Regions from separate parts of the Sus scrofa genome. Here region 2 is linked to region 1. The links are chromatin contacts, called in public promoter capture Hi-C maps. All regions are on one chromosome and are shown on one strand. The core of a region is the stretch at or near the end of the contact, and the rest is flanking DNA. Distances in the headings are between cores, read along the strand shown. Region 1 holds the start of SLC9B1 (sodium/hydrogen exchanger 9B1). Region 2 holds the start of MANBA (beta-mannosidase).

What was found. Promoter capture Hi-C pulls out the DNA fragments that hold promoters and counts their contacts.
Region 2: a contact with region 1 is called in a promoter capture Hi-C map of fetal liver, with 4 times the contacts expected there. The contact joins the promoter of MANBA here to the promoter of SLC9B1 in region 1. A contact is called at or near these places in 2 of 5 promoter capture datasets (fetal liver and liver), 4 of 47 Hi-C or Micro-C datasets (embryonic fibroblasts, heart right ventricle, retroperitoneal adipose tissue and 1 more) and 1 of 2 datasets of contacts at active chromatin or transcription factors (alveolar macrophages).

What each region holds. Positions count from the first base shown.
Region 1 is chr8:118,047,713-118,054,650 of Sscrofa11.1, forward strand. SLC9B1 (sodium/hydrogen exchanger 9B1) reads left to right here and starts at 4,379. Exons shown (of 13, transcript XM_013989374.2): 1 at 4,379-4,921. It overlaps SLC9B2 (mitochondrial sodium/hydrogen exchanger 9B2), which reads left to right. Exons shown (of 11, transcript XM_021100729.1): 11 at 1-1,718.
Region 2 is chr8:118,248,119-118,255,056 of Sscrofa11.1, forward strand. It overlaps MANBA (beta-mannosidase), which reads left to right and starts at 3,004. Exons shown (of 18, transcript XM_003129294.6): 1 at 3,004-3,302. The coding sequence starts at 3,126.

The DNA.
Region 1 (6,938 bases), core at 3,129-5,628:
AATCTCTATGGCTCTCTGTCCAGTTGTGGTCTCTGCAGGGCTCCCTGTGAAGTCTCACGTTTGTCACCACATTGTAAGTCACAGCTGTTGTCTTGGTTGGTAATCTCAGAGTTAACGATGCGGAGGGATGACAGGCCAACCAAACTTAGCCCACCCCAACCAGCGATAGAATCCACTACCCTAACCTCCAGGTGCCTGAAAGAAGGATGTAGTACCTTATACATACGTCTGTCAGATACTTACAGTGCCTTTTTCAGTTTGTTTGTATGTTTGTCTCCTATTAAATTAACCCCTGAGGAGTGGGAGCCATATCTTAGTTACCTTTGAATCCTTAGCACTATGCGCAGGGCATGGAGCACCGTGGACACTTAATAAATGTTTATCCACTGAAACAGTGAGGAGATTCTCTTCCAGTGTCAGAAAACTACCTGTCCCACAACAGTTTAGATCTTGGTCAGTTTAATCTATCTTGGTCTCCTCGGGCTCCTACCACAATGTACCATAGATTGAGTGGCTTAAACAACAGATATTCACCTTCTCATAGTTCTGGAGGCTGGAAGTCAGGCATGAGGGTTGCCAGCATGATTGGGCGCTGATGAGGGCTGTCTTTCTAGTGTGCTGGTAGCCTCCTTCGCACTCTGTCCTCACAAAGTGGGGGAGGAAATGGGGATGGAGGAACATATGCAAGCTCTCTGGTGTCTTTTCTTAAAACATTACCAATCCAGAGTTCCCGTTGTGGCCCAGCAGGTTAAGAAGCCAACACAGTGTCCGTGAGGATGCAGGTTCAATCCCTGGCCTCACTCAGTGGGTTAAAGATCCCACGTGGCCACAAGCTGGCTCGGATCTGGCATTGCTGTAGCTGTGGTGTAGGCTGGCAACAACTCCCGACTCAACCCCTAGCCTGGAAACTTCATATGCTTGTGTGGCCCTTAAAAAAAAAAATTACCAGTCCACCGTGAGGGTAGCTTCATGACCTCATCTAATCTAATTACCTCTCAAAGGTAAATTTCCAAATATCATCACGTTGGGAGTTTTGGCTTCAACCTATGAAATTGGCGGTGAGCGCAGGTAGGACACAATTTAGTTCACAGCAAGCGTGTCATACTTCCAAGGACAGGGCTAAACAGTGTCAATTCATGTTCTTCAATACCCTTTTTTTCCTAGAGTCAGTGCCATCCATCTCCCCACTGAGGAGTTTGTTTTTAGGCAGACTGATTAGGTTTCAACTCTTTCGTTTCACATTCCAGTGTTTTTCTCTCGGGTATTAACTCCATATAACTTGATTGGATTTGAGTATCGCTAAAATGTCCTCAGTTATGTTTGCAAATGATCTCATAGTTTCTTTAAAGATAGTATTGATTATTTTTGTCTGATTACAAAAAAATACATTTTCATTGCAGAAAATTTAGAACACAAAAGTACAAGAAAGAAAACAAATTGCTTTTAATGTAAACATCCATTTTATTTGATTCTTTTAAATTTTACTCTTGCAGTTCTGGGAGACAGCTTATTTTCAGAAAGATATATCATCCACTGAATTAGTTGGGTGAAAGGCAACATAAATACTTTATATTTGACTTCTGTGAAGATAAATAGATTGAATAATTTTTATTGTATATAATGAATGCTTAGTCTTCCAAAATATGATTTATTCTTCTGTAAACACTCAAATATTCATTTTGCAATGAATAAAACAGACAAATATCTGCCTTTATGGAGCTTATGTTCTAAAATCCATTCATTCACTCACTCTAAATATACTTGTAACTTGCCTACTATGTGCCAGTTATGCTGGGTGCTGGGAAGTACAGTGATGAAAAAGATATTCAGAGATTCTGTTTGGTGGAACTTGAATTCTAGTGGGAGAGGGACTGATGGGAATACAAATATGAATAAGACATGATACTTGCTTTCAAGAACCTTACAAGGAAATAAAATATGTACAAATATCTGTAATCTAAATACATGATTCAAAACTGTTGTCAGTGAGAACTTCTTGAAGGAAGTGAGACTTGAAGAGTGGATATGATTTGGATTGTTGAGTCGATATTAGGGAGGTGAAGAAGGGAACAGCTAGATGGAGGGCTGGCATATTAGCAAAGTTTGAAAATGAAGCATGGAGTACAGTAAAGCCTGGCATTTAAAGTTGATAAAGAGAATTAGTGATAGGTTGGACTGTTAAAGTTGGCACTTAAATCATACCAAATAGATCACTGGCCAAAGTTCTACTTTTATTGAAATTATTTCAGAAGTACAGAACCATTTATATAGAAAATATTTTGGGGGGAGTTCCCGTCGTGGCACAGTGGTTAACGAATACGACTAGGAACCATGAGGTTGCGGGTTTGGTCCCTGGCCTCGCTCAGTGGGTTAAGGATCCGGCGTTGCCGTGAGCTGTGGTGTAGGTTGCAGATGCGGCTCGGATCCCGCGTTGCTGTGGCTCTGGCATAGGCTGGCAGCTACAGCTCCGATTCGACCCCTAGCCTGGGAATCTCCACATGGCGTAGGAGTGGCCCAAGAAATAGCTAAAAAAGATTAAAAAAAAAAAAAAGAAAAAGAAAATATTTTTGAATCTACTTTCATATCACTTGGTGAAAACTGCTCTCATGAAAAGGTTCTCTTTGCTCCTCAAAAGTTTTTGCTTTTAATGGCATTTACAAATATTACCAATTTAATTATTTTAACTTATTTTTTATTTTTTTTTTACCAGAAAAGAGGCTTTGGATGTTTCTCTAGATGTTTTTCAAGTGATTATTATTACATTTGCACCATATTGTCTTTAAATCAGTGGACATTATTTTTAAATGTTTCAGAACACCATATTTCTGTATGAATGTTCTATATGAATAATTTAGTCCTGTTTAACAAATGGAAATTGCTTCATGCCATTTTGGGAGCAAGTAATAGCACATGTTTCAGTTGACTACTCTAAATTAAATATGGCCCAAGCCCTCTGACCTGGTCAGAATTCCAAAACTCATGTTTGTTAATGTGCCCTCCATTTTCCTTAAAAGGAAAGGATTTGACCTCCAGCACTGTATTGCATATGGGGCACAGAGCAGAGCCCTGGAGGCCGTCAGACTCCTCTCAAAGGTCCTTCTTCCCAGTATCCTTGGGGATCTACTTGTTTTTTCCTTACCTACCATGAGAACAAAGCATTTCCTTAACCCTGTAATCACAAAAAACTGTGAGCTTTCCTAAAACAAGAGAGAAAATGACTCAGTCCTTTCTGAGCTGTCTACACCATGCTGAAGGTAGGAGGAGGTTACAGTAAAAAAGAATCTCTTGGAGTTCCCTTCGTGGCGCAGTGGTTAATGAATCCGACTAGGAACCATGAGGTTGCGGGTTCGGTCCCTGCCCTTGCTCAATGGGTTAACGATCCGGCATTGCTGTGAGCTGTGGTGTAGGTCGCAGACGCGGCTCGGATCCTGTGTTGCTGTGGCTCTGGCGTAGGCCAGTGGCTACAGCTCCAATTTGACCCCTAGCCTGGGAACCTCTATATGCCGCGGGAGCGCCCCAAGGAAATAGCAAAAAAAAAAAAGACCAAAAAAAATAATAATAAATAAAATTAAATTAAATTAAATTAAAAAAAAGAATCTCTTATTCAGTCACCCAAGAAAGAGTTGTAATTTGAGTCATATCTTAAATGATAAATAAGGAGAAAAGGAGCACTCCCGCTCCCGATAGAATGACTTTAGAAAAAACATGAAGGCAAGGAGGAATACAGTGTGTGCAGGAGAAGAGGTTGTTTGGAGTATCAGGAGAAAAAAATAGAAAAGGTCAGTTTGACTTTCTAAGTTTGGACTTTCTCCAATAACAGTTGTTTTCATCTGTTTTAGCAAGCTTGGGGATTCCATTAGAGGAAACTTGAAGACCACCTATGGGAATGAGAACCCAAAGCTTCTGGGACCATCTTTAAAAGAGCAACTCTGCTTTCCTTTGTTTCATATGAAAGGTTCCACCTAAGATTTCGTGCGAGGGAAAAAAAAAAAAAGGTTTATAGTGATAACAGGATATTGAGTGTTTACTTTGTATCAAGTCCTGTTCCAGACACTTGCCACGCATCAGTTCTTTTAGTCTCACAACACCACCACATCCTTTACAGATAAGAAAACCGAAGCTTGGGTAGATTATGTGGTCCCATAGCTATAAAGTGGCAGTGCTAAACTTTAACTCAGTCGTGACCCCAAACGCCAAGCTCTGTTAAGACTGCATTAATTTTGTTTTGATTTGTCTTTTTGCTTATTAGGGCCACACCTGTGGCATATGGAAGTTCCCAGGCTAGGGCTTGAATCAGCAGGCCTATGCCACAGCCACAGCACCATGGACCCCGAAAGCCACGTCTGCGACCTACACCACAGCTCACAGCAACACCAGATGTTAACCCACTATGGGAGGCCAGGGATCCAACCAGCATCCCCATGGATACTAGCCCTGTTGGTAACCTGCTGAGCCACACCTGGGAATTCCCAAGACTGCACTAAATTTAAGACGATTTAAGGAGCAACATGACGTGAGTTTTGACGTTACAGGGGTCGACTGTATCCCTGGACTCCTACAACAATATTGGTCTACAGTTGATCAATATTCAGAAGAGATACGGAAAGAAAAGGGCTGAAGAGACTGAAAACAACACCAGGCGGACCCAGTGAACCATAGTGCCCTCTAGCTTCCCAGATGGGGGCGGACCACGACCAATTAAACGCGTCAGCCCCGCCCCTCCAGCTCCGCCCCGTTGCTATTAGCCCCGCCCCTCGCCCGGCCACGCCCCTCTCCCGGCCCCGCCCAGACGCCGGCGTCCGAGCTGCCCACCGCGCGCTCCGAGGTCCGGCGGCGTTTGCTCCAGAGCTGCTCGAGATTTTCGCGGCGGTTGCTGGGCGTAAGGGCCGCGCCCGGGGTCGTGGAGGATGCCGAAGGAGTGGTAGGTATGGCCCAGTTTTCTGTACTCTCACCTTGGGCCCAAGTCCCGCAGCCTTTTCCTCCGTTAGTTCAGAGGCGCGTCCATCTGCCCCTTTACCCGGCGCTGGGGAACCAGCCACAGATCTTTTTCTCCCTCTCCCTGACTGGGTTCTCTCCTCCCTCACCCCACATCTCTCTTCTTTAGTCTCTCCCTTCCTCCTCCGTTTCTTTCTCTCATTTTCCCGGCATTCGCAAGGAAGAAGGAAGAGGTCAGAAAAGACTGAGTGAAAAGTTAGTTTTATTAACCGCAGACATTCACCGGTGCCGATATTAACCGGTAAATATCTACACATGAAACTTCGTGAGCTCCGGTGGTTGGAGATGGGTTCCAGGATTGATCCTGGGAAGGCTCACCTGCCTCCTCACAGGGCTCTCGCCTCGCCTATTTCTTTCAGCTTTATCACGGTGGACAAGCGCTTTAGATTGGTGCTTTCGAAGGGTCGAGGACAGTTGTACAGGTACCATGTGTCAGGCTTATCATTCAGGAGCCCTTATAAGAGTTGTACAGGCCCAAACCTGGTCACTGACGCCGCTCGGTGTGTGTCCTATAGTCGATGAAAAATCAGATGGGGTATTGGAGGGGGATGATTGGCTTGGGTGGCACCAAAAGAGGTCACACCCCACTCCCTAACGTTAATAGGGATCAGTGGTATTGTTATTTGTGCAACGGAGGTGTGGGAAATTAACACCTATTACTATCACAGATAAAGAATTCGTGCACCCGACTTTTTAGTCACCATGTGACTACAGAAAGGGTATTCCTATTTATTACCTCCCTTGAGTACTAGAATTTATTATACTGTTGACTTTTGTCAGTTGACTCTCTTAAGCTCCTGCCCAGTACCAGACAAAAGGAAAGAGGCAGGAGCAGTAATAGCAATTTATAAAGTAACATTTTTATAGCACTTCCCATTTTGTATATTTTCATATCGTCTTGTTTATACACCCTGTAAGATCGAGTTGGTTAACAGAACACCATTTTACTGACGAGGGAACTAAACACTGATATTGAGCAGTGGCTGGAAGATAGTACAATATAAGTTCAGAAAATATTTATTGAAAGAATAAATGGATGAGAATTTAAGGAGCCATGCCTTATTCGCTTTTGTATTGTCTATACTCAGAACTAAGTCGAGCAATAGTAAGCCCACAGCTGTGAGTTGGAGACGGTGAGTGGCTTGGTCAGGGACAGGAACTCATCAAGTATTTTTAGGGAATCTGCTGTTTTGCCAGGCATTGTGAATGCAGTGGTTAAAATAGACGGGCAAAATCCCTGTTCTCATGGAGCTTAAGTTGTAGCAAAGACAGAAAATAAACAGGTAAACGATATATGAACAAGGAGATTTTGGATAGTGGTGAGTGCAGTGAAGACGTAAAACAGTATGAAGTGAGAGGAACTGAGGGAGGGGTTACTTTAGATTGATTAGGGAATGCCTCTCCGAAGAGCTGACATTTCTGCTGAGACCCCAGTGATATAAAAAAGCCAACCATGGAAATATTTGGGATCAAAGCATTGCAGGTAAAGGAAACTTCTGTTGTAAAAGCCCAAGAGAGGAAAGAACTTGATTTTTTAAAAGACCATCAAAAACACCATCACTGGAATGCAGAGAAAGTGGTATAAGATGAGTTTGGAGAGATAGGTAGGGGCCAAAGCATGTTGGGCTTTGAATCTACTGTGGAGATCTACCCATGGGATAAGTTTGGAATTTATTTAAAGTGTGATGAGAAGCCAGTAGGAAGTGTTTTGGAAGGGAGTAATATAATTTGATTTATTGTAAAAAGGTTCATTCCACGTGTTATGTGGTGAATGGGTTAAAAGGGGTGGAAAGCAAGATTAGTAGCAGAAGACACTTGGAGGAATCCAGGAAAGAATGACCACAATTTTGGCTGCAGTGATGTAAACATGGATGGATGTGATATATATTTGGTGGCAGGCCCTAGCAACTTGGAGATGTTTTAAATATAGGGGTGAGAAAAAG
Region 2 (6,938 bases), core at 1,754-4,253, 200 kb after region 1:
AGTGACAATGCTGGATCCTTAACCCACTGCACCACAGGGGAACTCCAAGAGCAATTTTAGAATAACAAAATTAAAGAGAAAATACAGAAGTCCCATATACTTCTTGCTCCCACACATGCACAGCCTCCCTATCAAGAGCCCCCACTAGAATGGTACATTTGTTATCATCGATGAACCTATCTTGACAGGTCATTATCACTCAAAGTCTATAGCTTACATTACAGTTCACTCGTGGTGGTGCATGTTCTATGAAGTTGAACAAATTATGTTTTCAAAGTGAAGTAATTCAAATGATGTCATACTTGTGTCCTGGAATATAAGGAGAAATGGTAAGTGTCTATTTTTTTTTTTTTAAAAAAAGCAGATTCCTGAGGAGTTCCTACTGTGGCGAAATGGGACTGGTGGCCTCTCTGCATGCATCAGGACACAGGTTTGATCCCAGTTGGCCAGGTGGGTTAAAGCATTGCTGTAGCTGCAGCACAGGCCACAACTGTGGTTTAGATCTGATCCCTGGCCTGGGAACTCCATATGTTATGGGGTGGCCAAAAAAGAGAAAAAAAAAAAAAAAAAAAGGTTCCTTAAAATATTTCTTTTTTTTTTTTTTTTTTTTTTTTTTGTCTTTTTCCCTTTTCTTGAGCCGCTCTCACAGCATATGGAGGTTCTCAGGCTAGGGGTCTAATCAGAGCTGTAGCCTCCGGCCTGCGCCACAAACACAGCCATGCCAGATCTGAGCCGCATCTGCAACCCACACCACAGCTCACGGCAATGCTGGATCCTTAACCCACTGAGCAAGGTCAGGGATCGAACCTGCAACCTCCTTGTCACTCTTGCCGCTATAAGTCTTGTTAACAGTTTTGAACAGACAAGGGCAGGCCATTTAGTGCCATGAATTAGGGAATATTATGTGAATCGAGAGCTCCATTCCTATCAAAAGAATAAATGCTCAGAGTTCCCATCATGGCACAGTGAAAATGAATCCAACTAGAACCATGAGGTTTCGGGTTCGATCCCTGGCCTTGCTCAGTGGGTTGAGGATCTGGCGTTGCTGTGGCTCTGGCGTAGGCCTGCGGCAACAGCTCCAATTCGACCCCTAGCCTGGGAACCTCCATATGCCATGGGTGCGGCCCTTAAATAAATAAATAAATGCATAAATAAATGCTTATAGAGTGAGGAAGCCTCTGAGATAGCCAGAGTCTTTCCCCCTTAATATCAGTGGGCTCTGCTGCAAGGAGACTAAGAGCCAGGCAAGGAGAGTTTGGGTACTGTCTGCTACTGTATGACAGTCAAGTCACCTGACCCCTCAGGTGTAAAGCCGGAGGCTTGGGCTGGATAATCTAAATTTAGAACCAACATGCTAGGCTTGTGAAAAATGCTGACTCCGTGAAGGTAAAATATTGTCCTGTGTCTACAGATTCAGGCAATTTCAGGCATTTACAAGGCAAAGCAAGGCTTGGATTTGTTGAGATGAGAGCTACTCCACAGATTTCCATTCAAACATGGAAATAAGGCAAATAACATCAACAAAGAAATAGGTCTATTTTATGCAGTATGAAATTCCCTCTTAACTTCCCAAATCACAGTTACATCTTAAGGCAAAAATGGCACTCAAGTGCCACTAGGAGACTTGAAAAAAATGTGTGGTGTTTCTTGGGTACCTTGGCATTATTAGGAAACACCCAAGTGTGTTAATTAATTTTATGCTTATAACAAAAAGAAAAAAGAGTACTGTCTCTATTTTTGAGTTCAGGGAATGGAGGTGTAAGAGATTTTGTGGCTTGCCTAAGTCCCACAGTTAGTGATTGGCAGAGGATTTTTTTTTCTTCCACCTATTTTTGGCTGGCCTGGGGCATATGGAGTTCCCCGGCCAGGTATCAGATCCCAGCCGTAGTTTCAACCTAAGCCACAGCTGTGGCAACACCGTCTCCTGTGCCTGCTTGGCCAGAAATGGAACCTGCGACCCAGCGCTCCCAGGAGGCCAAGGATCCCATATCGCCAGAGTGGGATTTTAAATTTGCCTGTGCATTAAGTACAGGTTTCTGGAACCTCAGGAACCTCTTCTATGGAGCTTTATAAATCAGGAGGTTGTAGTCCACTAACATGAGGCAAGCATGCTGTGCTTTCTCTGGGCTGGGCCCTATGTTGCATGCTATACATGAATTTTCTCAGCCTTCACCAAAACCGTGCAAATTAGGTACTTTTAATAATTGCTTACTTTTTTTTCCTGCTACACCTTTGGCATGTAGAAGCTAGTTCCCGGGCCAGGGATCAAACCTGTAACATCAGGTCGCAAGAATGACAACATTGGACCCTTAACCACTAGGCCACCAGGGAACTCCAGTAATTGTTTACACTTTGTTTTTGTTTGGCCAAGCCTGCGGCATGTGTATGCTCCCGGGCCAGGGATCGAACCCAGGCCACAGCAGTGACCCAAGCAGCGGCCCAAGCTGCTGCAATGACAATGCCGGATCCTTTACCGCTGCGCCACAAGAGAACTCTAGTCGTTTACTCTTTGAAGGACAGCCTCTGCTCTGAGACCAACCCGTGGAGCTGAAGGATTTGATTTGGGCGTTACCTTTGCCAGGCAGATCCCTGCAGCACAGATGGGAGTCTGGGGAAATTTGAGAGAAAAGTGGTGGAGTGTCTTGGTTTTGGGTCCTCTGAAGCAGTGAGGAGCCTCTCTACCTGTAGTCTCTGCACACCACTGTCTCTGAGCTCCCCAAAGCTGTGTGCCACTTTGCGCCCTGAGATTTGTGTGTCTCAATTACCGTGTACGGTTCTCGCTTCCCATTCAGACCCCAGAGCAGGTGGAATCAGTGTTGAGGGCGCAGACTGCAGCGGTCCGAGTCCGGAGCTGCGCACGATGGCAGCGGCTCTGGCCCCCGCGATGCTCGGCCTCGCCAGTCTGCGCGATTTCCGCATCCTCCACTAGCCAGAGGATCCAGGGGAGCAGCTTCGGTCCCCACAGCTCAGCTGACCTGGAGGCGGGGCCGAGAGCCGGGGGCGTGGCCGGGGCCGAGGGCGGGGAGACCTCGAAGCTGGGCCCTTCTGAAGGCACCGTGGCTTCCGCAGCCCTCGACCGCGCGGGGGTTCTTGCCCTGCGGGTGTCTGCGGTGCCAGCCACTGGCATGTGCCTCCGCCTGCTCCTGCTGCTGGCACTGTGCAGTGCGGGCCCCGCTGCCGCAGCGCTCACCCTCAGTTTGCGGGGAAGCTGGAGGATCCGCAGCGGGAACGGCTCCCTGGAGCTGCCCGGGAAGGTTCCCGGTTGCGTGCATAGCGCCCTGTTTCAGCGGAGGCTCATCCAGGTACTATCTGCGTCGCCTGGTTGGGAGCCTGCGCTCGCGTCCCCCTTAGTGCTGAGAAGGGCCCAGAAATGGCCTGGCAGTCCTGAGTACGGGACTCTTCTCCTCGGTTTGGCACTAACTTCCCGTTTGCATCGTGTGGTTTGCAGGGGGAAACGCCGAAGAGGCAAGTGTATCTACAGTTGAAGAGCACAGCTGGGGTCCGGGCTGATTAGAAACTAACCTGTCTGTACAGCAGTAACTCAGGAAAGCGGAGGTTTAGCCCGGGTAAACAGCTCTAACCAGGGTGTTATTGCCATAGTTATCTGCTGAAGGGCGGATAGAAAGGCTATACCGACAAAGCCTAAGGCGGGGGATTATTGTTTCAACTACCTGAACACTGCAGGGGACTATATTCAGCAACGTCTCAGTTTTTCACTTTTGCTGTTAGACGCCAGGGAGACAGATTTGGAATTGACGCAGTGGCACGTAGGTTGAGGAAAAATGAGACCTACAAGTGTAAGGTTAGGGTCGTCAGTGCTAAAGTAAAGGCTAAGTAATTTATTTATTTAGCTTGTTAGGGCCTCACCCGCGGCACGTGGAGGTTCCCAGGCCAGGGGTCCAATCGGAGCCACAACTGCAGGCCTACACCACAGCCACAGCGACGCAGGATCCGAGCAGCGTCTGCGACCCACACCACATCTAACAGCAAGGCCAGGGATCGAACCCGCAACCTCATGGTTCCTAGTCGGATTCGTTTCCGCTGCACCCCAACGGGAACTCCCAAGGCTAAGTAATTTTTAAGGCTGGTTGAGATGTGGAGAAAGATGCTGTTTCCTCTCAGGGCATGTGGTATGATGTGTGTGTCCCAACATTCTTCAGTTTATGTTCTTCTTGTTGAGGTTGTTTTCCTGTTTGGCTGCCTGTGGGCAGAGGTTTGCAAACAGACTGCCACCTTCCACTGTTTTTTGGTTCCAGATGTTGCACTTTTTTTTTTTTAAATCTGTTGCGCATCTGTTACGGCTTTGCCTGGACAAAGTGTGCTTGATAAGTAATTTTGCATGCATCATCCCAATCCTTATAACAGCTCTGTGGAGTAGGTCTTAGCTGCATTTTATGGATGATGTGGCGTTATGGAGCCCAGAAAAGTTCTAAGTGGCAGAAATGGAATTCTAAGCCAGCCTGGTTTGACTCTGAAACCTTCTGTACTGTACTACACTTAACCTTGGTGGTTTGAATAATCCTGTGTTTTTGAAGCACTGCTGTTGACTGTCAAGAATATAATTCAAGGTTTACTTAAATGACACCATGACAGTCAGTCAGGGTTATACAAAATTTCTGATCTGGTACCATTAGTTTTTTTTTTTTTTTTTCCAGGAATGTATGTCAGAAAGGAAGCAAATGTCAATTACACTGCCCATGGCCCAGTTTTTTTTTTTTGAGTGATTATTAAACTGAAGTACTTGAACTGGTTTTAATTAACAAATTACTGATGACATAGACCTTAGTAAGACTTCACTTACACATACTTTGAAAATGCATGTGTTTATTTTACATGGTCTCTCCTTCCCTCATTTTCCTGAGTGAATTAAAGCAGTGGGAAATCATTAGTGGCTGTAGCAAATCAGATTATTGTCTCATGCTATAGGGCTGCATATCAAGAAACATGGTTGGGGAGATCTCACTGTAGCACAGCAGGTTAAGGATCCCGAATTGTCTCTCTGGTAGTGTGGGTTTGATCCCTGGCTGGGTGCAGGGTGTTAAGGATCTGGCATTGCTGCAGCTGTGGTGTAGGTCTCAGCTGCAGCTGGGATTCCATCTCTGGCCCCAGGTACTTCCTTATGCTGTGAGTATGGCCAAGAAGGAAAGAAAGAAAGATAGAAAGATAGAGAAAGAAAGAAGGAAAGAAAGAAAGAAGGAAAGAAAGAAAGAAAGAAAGAAAGAAAGAAACAAAAGAAAGAAACAAAAGAAATAATGTTTTGATTACTAGTTAATTAGTGAATGAGGTGTTACTAGTATGAAATAACTGACTTTTCCTCATGGGAATAATTTACAATGTCTATTAAATCTGTTACAAAATTCTAGGAACAGTTTCGGTTTCAGTAAGGTAGATAAAAGCCTTAAAAGGTAGTGGGATGAGAGAGAGGAGGCTTTTGAGGACTGGGAAACTCTAGGCCTCTTGACGATAATCATCCATATCGTTATTGAGTAATTTGATGTTATTATTCTACCTGCTTTATTATAACATCTCCTTTTGGTGTTGACCTCAGGAAATTCAACAGTTTAGAGCAGACACTGGCCCAGATACCGTGTTTACATGAGAACTTGAAACCTATCTTGCCAAAGCCATTCATTTAGGTATTCATTCACCTAATTATCTCATAAATATTTAGTCAGTACCTCCAATGTGGTGGGTCTTATTCTCGGTGCTTGGAATCAAGTGGTGAAGAAAATAAAGTCTTTGTCCCCGTAGACATTCTAGTGGAAGAAATAGACAGTAAACACATTAATAGACAACATGGTGACAGAAGAAGAATAAAGCAAGTTAAAGCAAGAGAGAGTGAAGGCTGTTTGGGAAAGATTCTGCTTTTAAAAAGCTGGGCAAAGATAGCCAGTTACATAAAGATCTTTTGGTAAGTTCAGTTTTAAGGAGAAGTGCATTTCTAGAAAAAAGAAAAAGAGAAAGCAGTGGGGAGGGAAGGGTAAGGGAGAGGCTTGAGCTAGAATTCCAGGAATAGTGCGCAGGACAGTGTGGTGGTGGCCTGTGATCTGTGGCTGTGGACTGGTGATGACTTCAAAGTAGGCATCTAGGGCAAATCAATCATGGTTTTTAGGCCACAGGGAAACACTTTGGATTTTTTTTTTTTTTTTTGGTCGCCCTGCAGCATATGGAATTCCCAGAGCAGGGATCAGATCTGAGCCACAGTCTTGACCTAACTGGATTCTTTATCCTCGGAGTCAGGCCGGGCATCGAACCTGCATCCCAGAGTGCTCCCAAGATGCCATCGATCCCATTGAGCCACAGCAGGAACTCCAAAACACTTTGGATTTTATTTGGCAATGATGGGTTTTGAGCTTGGAGTTACATGATTAGCTGTATCTTTTCAGAGGGTCATACTAGCTGTCACGTGAAGACTACAGTGCATCAGAGTAGCAGCATCGAGACCAAGTAGGGAATCTTGGCAGGCAAGAGATGATTTCTGACTTGGACCAGGGTGGCAGGACCAAGGTGGCAACAGTGACATTGTGAGAGAGGTTGAGAACACATTTGAAATGGAGAACTAACGGGATTTGTACAGTTGAATTTGTTAATGGATCGAGTGTGTGCTGTGAGAGAAAGAGGATTTAAGGAAAACTTTTAGGATTATTTGGTCTGAGCAGTTGGTTAAATAGAATTCATATTAACTCAGAGGCTCTGTGGCCAGCCTTGAGTGTTTCATGGGTAACTGGTTGCTGTATAGAATCTAAACCTTAGGTGCCTGGAGAGCCTTTTGGGCTCCCTGCTAAAGATTCATGCATTCATTCAGCCTAGTATTATACCATGCGGTGAAACAGGCAACAGGAATTAAAAAGAAATGAGAAAAAAAAAAAATTCAGTAAAAAAAAAAAAAAAAAAAAAAAAAAAGGAGTTCCCTCGTGGCGCAGTGGTTAACGAATCCA